Linked DNA regions of Oryctolagus cuniculus: region 1 is linked to region 2. Evidence: chromatin contacts called from public Hi-C data. All regions are on one chromosome and are shown on one strand. Each heading gives the region's core, a stretch centred on a gene start, on an enhancer-like site or on the middle of the called end of the contact. The rest is flanking DNA. Distances are from core to core; before and after follow the strand shown. Region 1 has its middle 110 kb from the start of PCLO. Region 2 has its middle 29 kb from the start of NIFK.

Region 1 (5,825 bases), core at 1,290-3,789, 560 kb after region 2:
GAAATATTGGGTCTGCCTGCTGCCCCTCCCCGCCCCAAGGGCCCCAGACCAAGCCTGCAAGGCTGTTATGCTGCAGACAGCTCATTTACATGCTGAACTTGGCAACTGCTTAGCTTAGGAATGGAATGTTCCAGCCCCACTGATTGCATTTTCAAATCACTTTCCCCAGAGCAGAACCCCAGCGAGGGCTTGGTTCCACCTATGGGCCACTGGTTATGGAACATTGCAATGGGAGAGAGGGAAAGGCCAACCCAGCCTATGCCACTCTCTGCACCTAAAAGCCAGGATAAGATGCTGTGGGAGGGGCTTGGGGCTGGGGTTAGGGAGAGTGCGGGACTCCTGTTCTGGGGGCACAGATGTAGTGCTAGTGGAGTCTCATTCACTATTTCTTACCCAGTTGACTACCTCAGGCTTCTGTCCCTGGGAAGGAGAGCTAGCAACACCCCAGTGGTCAAACTTAAGGAATTTGTCCACTTCACCCCAGTGTCCACTTGCTGCAATTGTCTTTCCTGACGAGGCCAGCAGAGGGCGCTAGGAGCCACACAGGGGAGGCTCTGATCCATTAGTCTCACTTGTAGATGGAACAAGCTGGAGTGATCTGAGAGAGCGGTCCCCGCTACCCTGCACAGAGCACCCTCTAAGATCAGAATTCCTTACACTGATGGTAGGTCTCAAGGTCCAATTCTTACCTGGAGAGGAAGCAGAGGGACTTGCATGTAGCTCAGAAAACTAACTGAGGAAACGGAGGCTCAGAGGGGTTAAGCCACTTGTCTGACATCATCCAGCTCATAGGTTTGAACCTGGTTGGCCTAACTTCAAAGCTGGGGCTGTTATCAACGTGGCTGTTCTAGGTGATTGTTAATGGTGGGTCTTAGACAATGCACCATCCAGGAGGTCAGGTATGCCTTGGTGGTAGTGGTGGTGATGGTGCGGATGTGATAGGCATGTCTGTACCCTCAGGTCACAGCCTGTTCCTTCACCATCCCCTTCTTCCCAGAGGATGCCATATAACCAAAAGGCCAGACAAAAGCCTTTCTGACAATACCATCCTGCTCCCAACTGAGGAAAGCCTGTTTGAACACACTTGCTGTCCCTTCCACTTGGGCTTATTGGAAGTGGAAACTGGCTCTGGACAAGAAAACAACTCTAATGAATCAATCACAGGCATGGTGTGCAGTGGATGCACTGGGGTGACGTCAGGACTCATGGCTGTGATGCCGTTGTTCATAGTTCCCTAATGGTGAGCACAGAGCCACCAAGATTTGAGTGGCAGACAGGGTGCCGTACGAGGAATTTAAGATTTGTCAGAACTCTTTAGCTGAGGGTGGGCCTTAGTCTGGGGTCCAGGGAAGCTCATCTGCCCAAGTTCTCTCAGGGGCACTTTGGGTCTCTGGTGGGGTTGGAAAGGAAAGAAACTCTCTGGGAAAAGCCGCCTGACTCCCAGATGTACGTTTGATGCTGGCGCAGTGACCATTCCCATTGTACACCAGGTGGGGTGGGGGCTCTGAGAGGAGAGGGGTTTGCTTGGCGTCGCACAATCTCGGTGTTGCTCCTGCCTGTGTCTCCCGGGGTCCACTCAGCAGGAACCATGGTGAGAGTAACTTTGCCAGCCGGGCCACTGAATTCATTTCCTGTTGCTGCTATGATGCACGGCTACCAACTGAGTGGTTTGAACCAACACACTTTTCTTGTATTATTGTTCTTTAGGTTTGAAGTTCTCTGGGCTGAAAGCCCATGGTGTGCGTGGGCCTGGTTCCTCCAGGAGGCTTTCGGAGATGATGCGTTTCCCAGGCTTCGTCAGCATTCACAGGCTGCCCGCATTCCTTGGCTCCATCTGCAAAGCCAGTGGCGTGTCTTCTCCAGCTCCCTCTGTCGCTAACACTGACCCTCCTGCCTGGCTTTTAGAAGGACCCTCGTGCTTACAATGGATGCTCCCAGGACACTGCAGGCTCAGCTCCCCATCTCAAGATCCTTAATTCAGGCACATCTGCAAAACCCATTTTTGCCATGGGCAGTCTCACGATCCAGGATCTGGGGATTAGGACACAAATACCTTTGGGGCCATTATTTTCTGTCTGTTACAATCACCCAGAGGGGCTGCAGCTTGGTGTCCTCACAGGCCGAGGGAAGAAATAAGGGAGCACATTTCCCAGTGAAGGCTGAAGGAGCCTCAGAACCGGGAGCAGCTGGAGTCCCCTGATGCCTATCTGACTGCTTCTTGTGTTCCCTCCAAGGCTTCACTTGTGCCTCCCAACAGGTGAGGTGGGCAGAAACTCTGCTCTCAAGGCCAGGGTCCCTGTCGTCTGTTGTCCTCTGGTTAACGTGGCCTGTCTCAAACTTAACAAAGTGAGACTTGGCTGGAGTGCTGTGTAGCCCTCCCTGGAACATGAGCAGTTTACTACATGTCCAGAGTTCCCATGAGCTGATAGATGAGCTGGGGAAATGCTGTGTCAGGTCAGGCTCACTGTGCAGGTGGCACCACAGGAGAGCAGGCCCTGCCCAATCGGGTGAAGTCTCACAGGTCAGGTGGCCCCGTGTGGGCTTGGCTTCTGTGGCTTCCCCAGGGCTGCAGTTCTGTCCTTGCAGGGTGGAAGGTGTCTGAGTGGAGTCTTTGCTCCAAGTAGTTCACTTCTCCCCCTTGTTCCTGAGGGCTACCTGAGCCAGGTGAGGCAAAGGACAGGGGCAGCAGGCTGAGGGCTTGCTGAGGGCATGTGGGGTGCCAAGGCTGCCCAGAGGAGCCTGGGAGAAAATGTGTTAGCAAGCCACCCAAACAGGATGGGGATGAAGGGAGTTCAGGGCAGGGTGGGACTGGCCTTGCCCTGCCTAACCCCGAGCTCACCCCTGTAAGGCTCTTGCAACAAAGGATTTGTCCCCCTGGGGGAGTTGATAACCAACTGTCCCTGAGACCTGAAAAGCAAGGCCTCAGACTGGCTCCCCAGTCCCAGCTGCTCCTTCTAGCTCTGTCCTATCTGGGGTCCAGGGTCTATCCCTGTCCCACAGTATGCCACAGTCTCAGAATATGAAGCCATCAATTCCCCCACCTGCAGAGATGCAAGTTGCAACCCTTGGAGGCAGGCCCCAAAAGGTCTAAAACGTTTCTGCCATGAGGTCTCTTTTCCTTTCCTCTACATCCCTCCCTCCCACCCTCCCTCCCTCCCTCCCTTCCTTCTTTCCCTTCCTTCCCTCCCTCCCTCCCTCCTTCCTTCCTTTTAAATATTTACTTATATACCTGACAGTCAGTTACAGAAGAGGGAGAGGGAGAGGGAGAGGGAGAGGGAGAGGGAGAGGGAGAGGGAGAGGGAGAGGGAGAGGGAGAGGGAGAGGGAGAGGGAGAGGGAGAGGGAGAAGGAGGAGATCTTCCACCCACTAGTTTACTCCCCAGATGGCCACAATGTCCAGGGATGGGCCAAGCCAAAGTCAGGAGCCAGAAGCTTGTTTCAGGTCTCTTACATGGGTGGCAGAGTCCCAAGCACTTGGGCCATCTTCCGCTGCATTTCTCAGGCTCATCAGCAGGGAGCTGGATTAGAAGTGCAGCAGCAGGGACTCAAACCAGTGCCAACATGGGATGCTGAAGTTGCAGGTGGTGATTTTCCCTGGCACCTGAATTCTCTTCTCATCCTCCAATGCATTCCTGCAGAAGTCAGACAAGACAAATCCTGATGTGCCCCAGCCTATAGATGCTGCTTTCCCTGGCTTTTGTGCCCACCACTAGGTGCACCTTCTAAGAGCTGAGAGTGTGTCCACATTCAGCTGCCCCTACTGCCTGTGTCCCCTGCCCCAAACTAGACACCTAAGCCATCCTGAGAAGATGCCAGTTGAACTCAAAACCTTGCAGTCTTGCAGAAATGCTCAGTTTTTAGAAGAGCTCAGTCAATATTAGCCATTATTATGATTTGTGTTTTTTTTTAAAGTATTTATTTATTTGAAAAGATGGGAGAGGAGAGGGAGAGGGAGAGGGAGAGGGAGAGGGAGAGGGAGAGGGAGAGGGAGAGGGAGGGAGAGGTGGAGATGGATCTTCCCTCTCCTGATTCACTCCCCAGCTGGTCACAATGGCCACGGCTGGTCCATATCCAAGCCTAGGTCTCCCAATGCGTAGCAGGGAGCCAAGTACTTGGGCCATCCTGGGCTTCCTTCTCAGGCACATTAGCAGGGAAATGGATTGGAAACAGGGCCCTCTGATATTGGATGCTCCTGTTACAGGTGACAGCTTAACTCAGCCACAACACCAGCCCCAAGTAATGTTCATTTTTGACCCTGCACTGCCACCTGCTGGCAACACAGATTTTGGCTTGTTCAGAGTGAAGATGGAGGAGTAAGGGATGTTTTCCAATGCACAAAGGAGGCAGCAGTTTTCCAATGCACAAAGGAGGCTGCAGAATCTTTGCTTAGTAACTTAGATGTATTGCAACATAACACAGTACATAAATATGTGCAATTTTATACTTCTGTTAGATTTTTTTAACTTTTATTTAATGAATATAAATTTCCAAAGTACAGCTTATGGATTACAATACTTCTGTTAGATTTTTAAAAACTAAATAAAAAAAGAGAAAAGAAAGGCAACTTTGCTCCTTTTGCACACAGGATTAGGGGGCAGAATGTCCCCTTCTTCTCTGGGGCTGTGACTCTTTCCTCCCACCACCAAATCCATCTTGTGGGCTGTGGTCCTGTTGGAAAGGATGTGTTAGAAGAACTCACATTGAGTTGTTACCACTTATGCTAACTTCAGATATTATGCTTTTCTTGGGACATTTGAGGAAAAAAAAGTACTGGAATCCAGGCAGGCACTCGGAAGAAGTGATTCATTAATGGTGAAACTTTAATCTCTGCATTGGTGCTTTGGAGACACAGAGGTAATGGAGCTCTCTCTAAGCATCCCTTGATCTCTGGCTCAGCCTGGGTACAGAGGTGGAGCTGGTAGGACCAATGGGGCATCCTTCATAAAGTGACAGATGTTAGAGTTAGCAGTGACCTGAGACCCCTGACCAACATGATAAACCCATAAAGGAGAAGTGATTTGCCTGCAAGGAATGGACTGGAAACAGAACCTCTCCCAAAAAGACTTAGGTTTAGGTAAATACTCAGACGCTAAGGCTTTTTAGGGGAATCACCAGGTTCAAATCACAAAGACGAGTCTTGCCTCCAAATTCTCCCCTATTCCTTTTCAAAGATGACTTGAGGTCTTGGCAGCCAGGGTGTGATTGCAGCAGGCAGGCACCCCCACACCCCTGCCAGCTCAGTGTTAGATCTGCTGTCCTCATGATCCTGTTCATGACCCTTCTCCAAGAGTTGACCTGGGAGAAATTTGACTACTTGTGTCTGTGAGCTGCATTATGGGTCATTCTGTCAACTTGTTTCCCCTCTGTCTAATTCTTTTGTAGCTGTGCTTAATCTGAGGTTGAAGCCATTTTTCACTTTTAAGAATTTAAGAATTCAATTTTTCATTTTGAGATACTGCATTTGACTGTCAAATCTGTAATTTTAGTCAGTTTTATGTTCCCTGCTTAGTTTTTAATTTCCCTTTTCTATTTCTGTAGACATCTAAAATGCTCAACTTTTTGTTCTACTCCTGATGATCCCACCTTGTGATATCTTTGGTGGTCTAATTCAGAAATCCACTGTTTCTGTTATAGCTGCTTATGATGGAGGAGTCCCTCATATGTTGGCTCGATTTTTCTCCTGTTGCCCTACTTGACTGTGGGAATCCCGAGGGGCCTGTCGGGAGAGAGCTCTGGAGTACAGCCACCTTGGAGACACACTATGATAGTCCTCAGCTCAAGCATTCTTTTTATGAACATTTTATTTGAGAAGCATTTAAAGTTTAT
Region 2 (5,238 bases), core at 2,082-4,581:
CTCCACTGCACTCCCTGGCCACAGCAGAGAGCTGGCCTGGAAGAGGGGCAACCGGGACAGAATCCGGCGCCCCGACCGGAACTAGAACCTGGTGTGCCGGCGCTGCTAGGCGGAGGATTAGCCTAGTGAGCCGCGGCGCCGGCCGTTTCTTTGTTTTTCTAATATGGACTACTCTGTATTTTCCCGTTTGTACCATGGGACTATTTCTTGGGATTCACCCTAGCTGGAAATGGGACTCCGTAAAGCAGTGTCCGTGCCGACCATTTTTCCTCCCACTGATTCTAACCCCCATGCCCACTTCACAAAGCCGAGGCCTCAATGGCAGCGGAGGCAGGAGGCGTGTGAGGGGCATCTCCGGAAGCCAGATCGTCTTCCCGCCGTTCTGGGGCACAGCCCTTCCGCTCCCCGATCCTGGGCATGTGCACGAGGGGAGGAAGACGCCGAGTGGCCCGTCTCCAGGAGCTTCCTTGCTCTGACTGCTGCATGAGTCCTCGCTGGAAAAGAAACTCTGAGGCGCCCCTGGCCTGATTCGGAGCCCCACTGGGGTCCGCAATTTCAGCCACCTGAGTGAGACTCTGGTGTGGAGCGAATCAGCAACACCACCACAAACCAGAGCTGGCGCAGCCCCACCCCTCGGCCACGCTGGTTTCCTAGCCCGAGAGCCGCTAAGGGAGAGAGCCCCTGGCACTCTGTCTCCTTCAGCCTTGGGCCCAGGCTGCACAGCCACCCGCCTCCCACAGCAGGCAGCCAGCTGAGTGAGGACGGTCCTGGAGAGAGATGTGCCAGGTGCCGAATTGCTTAGGGAAAAGGCAGAGGAGACGGTCACCTGAGGTCCCTGTGGGGATTAGGGCCGGGGCATCACTGAGAAACGGAAGGAGGGTTGGGGCGCCCAGGCCACTGTTGCTTCCTAGCTTTGTGCATCCGCCCTCTGGCTTCCCTGGAGTTCACCACCTTTGCCCACCACCAACCCTTGGGATGTGAATGGAGGGCCCCCAGCAGGAGGTCTTGCCCCAGAGTCTGAGATCCAGGCTGCAGGACCCGACACGTCGTGGACTCTTGCTGGAACAGCTGCAGGCAGGCACTATTTTTATAGGGCCTCTGAGCGGCTAGTGGCCCTGTCATCACCACAGGGCCTCCTAGCCTGGGAATAAAGCCAACCTCCAAAAAGTAAAAGCAAGAGATAGGAGGAGCCGGCACTGTGGTGTAGTGGGTGGGGCTGGCACCTGTGGTGCCAGCATCCCATATGGGCACCAGTTCGAGTCCCTGCTGCTCCACTTCTGATCCAGCTCTCTGCTATGGCCTGGGAAAGCAGTGGAAGATAGCCCAGGCCCTTGGGTCCCTGCACCCACGTGGGAGACCCAGAGGAAGCTCCTGGCTCCTGGCTTTGGATGGGCGCAGCTCCTGCCATTGTGGCCAATTGGGGAGTGAACCATCGAATGGAAAACCTCTCTCTCTGCCTCTCCTTCTCTCTCTGTATAACTCTTTCAGATGAATAAATAAATCTTAAAAAAGAGAGAGAGAGAGAGTTGGAAGGAGACACATTCCTGACACCCTTGTTTGCGTACCTTGATTCTGCCATGCCCGAAATCCCCTGGGCATTTCAGTAAGATGTGTTAATAATCCACCCCCCTCCAATCTAGTTTGAATTTGATTTCTGTCGTAGGCAGTAAAAACATCCTAAATCAAGCCACAGACTCTTTTTAAAAAGATTTATTTATTTATTTATTTATTTATTTGAAAGTCAGAGTTACACAGAGAGAGAAGCAGTGGCAGAGAGAGAGAGAGAGAGAGAGAGAGAGAGAGAGAGAGGTTTTCCATCTGCTGGTTCACATCTGCAATGGCTGGAGCTGCGCCCATCCAAAACCAGGAGCCAGGAGCTTCCTCCGGGTCTCCCGCATGAGGGAAGGGGCCCAAGGACTTGGGCCATCCTCTACTGCTTTCCTAGGCCATAGCAAAGAGCTGGATCGGAAGTGGAGCAGGCGGGACTAAAACTGGCGCCCATATGGGATGCCAGCACTGCAGGTGGTGGCTTTACCCGCTACGCCACAGCGCTGGCTCCAAGACTTTTTTTTTATACTTGAGAGGTAGAGTTAGAAAGAGAGAGAGAGAGGAAGGAAGGAAGGAAGGAAGGAAGGAAGGAAGGAAGGAAGGAAGGAAGGAAGGAAGGAAGGAAGAAAGAAAGAAAGAAAGAAAGAAAGAAAGAAAGAAAGAAAGAAAGAAAGAAAGAAAGAATCTTCTATTTGGTGGTTCACTCCCCAGATGGCCACAATGACTAGAGCTGAGCCAATCCAAAGCCAGGAGCCAGGAGCTTCTTCCAGGTCGCCCACGTGGGTGCAGGGGCCCAAGCACTTGGGCCATCTTCCACCACTTTCCCAGGTGCATTAGCAGGGAGCTGGATCGGAAGTGGAGCAGCTTGGACTGGAACCAGTGCCTATGTGGGAAGCCAGCATCTCAAGCCCAGGTTTACACACTATGCCACAACGCCAGCCCCCAGATTTTTATTTAAACTGCAGATTCAAAATAATTGTAGGAGCTCAAGTGCCATGGAGGGAAGGAAGATGTGCCATGGAGGGAAGGAAGAAGCCCTGGTCCTGCGGGAGTGGACCAAAGAACTTTCCTGTGAGCCCTAGCAACCGGGCATCAGAGGCCTCCTTCTGTGTCTTCTGGGCAGCAGGTGTTGTTGCCGTCACACCCTTCAGAGCACTTTGGAGAGTCTCAGCAGGCTCTGAGGACAGGGCTGGCACTTGCTAATAAAATGCAAGGCAGCCCCCACACACTCTGTCCACACTTAGTGTGGCAGAAGACCCCTCCACCTGGTTACATTGTAAGCATGGTCTGCATACTTCAGCCTGTCTTTCCTTGTTCTGCATTCCCACCGCTGCCTGTTTATCACAGAGCAGGTACTCTGAGGAATTTCCCAGCACCCAACAGGAATGCTGACCTTCTGTGGTAACAGCCTGGGAGTGTGAGGCCATCACCGCCACTTGTAAAGGAGCGTGAGGCTGCAGTTGACTGCTCCACCAGATGCTACATGGATCAGGCAGCCAGGGCTTTACCAGTGGTAGCATTTTTCTTTATGTTTTCCTTCCCAAAGTCATGTTTTCAGAAATTACAAATTTGTTCTGCTTTCCAATGCATAGAAGCATCCCACATGTACTTCAAAAACAAGAAGGCTTTCAAATCACTTTATTCATGGAATTTGCTGCTGGGGAGGTTGGTGTTACTTAAAATACATCCCAGCTCCTGGTAGAAGCTTTTAGTGTACTTATCTCATATGTGGGCCCATAAGATATTCATGTGTGACTGTGAGGTTTGCTTTATTTTGTTCATGCAAAACTACCAGGCAGACAAGCAGAGACTGAGGCCCAGATGACTGGCTCAAGGTGGCAGCACTCGTATGAGGATGTGCCATGAAATGATATGTATCATAAAAATGAAATCAAAAAGTAAGCTTATTTTGGTGTGAAAAAAAATTCATGAATTTTTTTCATCAAAAAATCATGAAAATGTATATTATGAAAAAACTATGCATGGATTTCAAATTTTTCACCAAAATAAACTATCTTTTGTTTTTATTTTCCATATATGTTTGGAACCACTCTCATATGCAGGCAAAGGAGTATCCCCTATATTTGTTGGGCCAAAGTCCTATGTTCAGTAACTTCCTGCCACTTGCTCCCTCTTAAATAAAAGAATGGAAAACTTTTTAATTTAATTTAAATAGGTAAAAACATTGTAAATGATGTCCCCCTTCTTGGTACTCTTAAAGCATTCATTATCTTTGCCTCTCCTTGTAAAAAATCAAAGCCAAGTATCTAGCCTCGTGGTTCAATTCCCCAGCTCTGATTGTCGACTCCAGTTTTCTGCTAATGCAGACCTTGGGAGACAGCTATGATGGTTCAAATAGTTGCTTTCCTGCTACTCATGTGGGAGACCTGGATGGAGTTCCCAGCTCCTGGCTTTGGTCCCACCCAGTCGCAGTTATTTTTGGTATTTAAGTAGTAAACTGATAGATAGGAGCTTGCTCACTCTCTGCTTTGCAAATAAAAAGATAGCTTTATTTTTTTTTAAATCAGCTTTATGGAAATATAATTTACATGCAAAACATTTTATTTGAAAACTTAAAGTGTGCCATTGAATGAGTTCTGACAAATGCACATGCTTGGGCAGCCAGCACTTCAATCAAGATGCAACATTTTCCAGGTTCTAGTCCCGGTTGGGGTGCCGGGTACTAGTCCTGGTTGCTCCTCTTCCTGTCCAGCTCTCTGCTGTGTCCTGGGAGGGCAGTGAAGGATGGTCCAAGTGCTTGGGTCCCTACAACCGTATGGGAGACCAGGAGGAAGCACCCGGCTCCTGGCTTCAGATAGGCGCAGCGCTGGCTTTGGCGGCCATTAGGGGAGTGAACCAATGGAGGAAGACCTTTCTCTCTGTCTCTCTCTCGCTGTCTATAACTCTACCTGTCAAATAAAAAAATAAATTTAAAAAAGATGCAACATTTTCATCAACCCCAAAATACACCTCCAGCTTCTTTGCCAGCAGGCTCCTCCCCTCACCCCTGGCTTCTGGCAACCCTGATCTTATTTCTGACCCTACAGTCAGCCTTTCCTGTAATCCCATATGCCAGACATCACACAGCAGGGACTTGTTTTTAATGTTTCTCAGAGCGTGACCCTCTCCAGAGCATCCCTGTGCCACAGCGTGTGCTTTCATTGCTTGGGGCTTCTTCCTTCCTTCCTTCCTTCCTTCCTTCCTTCCTTCCTTCCTTCCTTCCCTCCTTCCTTCCTTTTTCTTCCTTCCTTCATTTCTCTTTCTCTACTTTTCCTTCCTTCCTTCCTTCCTTCCTTCCTTCCTTCCTTCCTTCCTTCCTTCCTTCCTTCCTCTCTCTTTCTCTCCTTCCTTCCTTCCTTCCTTCCTTCCTTCCTTCCTTCCTTCCTTCCTTCCTTCCTTCCTTCCTTCCTTTCTTTCTTTCTTTCTTTCTTTCTTTCTTTCTTTCTTTCTTTCTTTCTTTCTTTCTTTCTTCTTTTGAAAGACAGTTAGAGAGAGGCAGAAAGAAAGAGAGAAGGCTTCCATCTGCTGGTTCATTCCCCAAATGTCCACAACAACCACAGCAGGGCTGATTAGGAGCCAGGAGTTTCTTCCAGGTTTCCCACTCAGGTACAGAGGCCCAAGAATCCGGGCCATCTTCTACTGCTTTCCCAGGCCATAGCAGAGAACTGGATCAGAAGTGGAGCAGCCGGG

What was found. Hi-C and Micro-C count contacts between places; a contact is called where the count stands out from the background.
Region 1: a Hi-C map of an unstated tissue shows a contact between it and region 2, with 5 times the contacts expected there. The contact joins two enhancer-like sites. A contact is called at or near these places in 2 of 6 Hi-C or Micro-C datasets (ear pinna and an unstated tissue).

The regions. Positions count from the first base shown.
Region 1 is chr3:128,928,917-128,934,741 of mOryCun1.1, forward strand. No RefSeq gene overlaps it. Among named protein-coding and RNA genes, the nearest start is that of PCLO, 110 kb to the right of the region's middle. Within about 2 kb of position 2,540, at least 1 of the 8 cell types and tissues checked has an H3K27ac peak or open chromatin away from gene starts, as enhancers often do.
Region 2 is chr3:128,363,205-128,368,442 of mOryCun1.1, forward strand. No RefSeq gene overlaps it. Among named protein-coding and RNA genes, the nearest start is that of NIFK, 29 kb to the left of the region's middle. Within about 2 kb of position 3,332, at least 1 of the 8 cell types and tissues checked has an H3K27ac peak or open chromatin away from gene starts, as enhancers often do.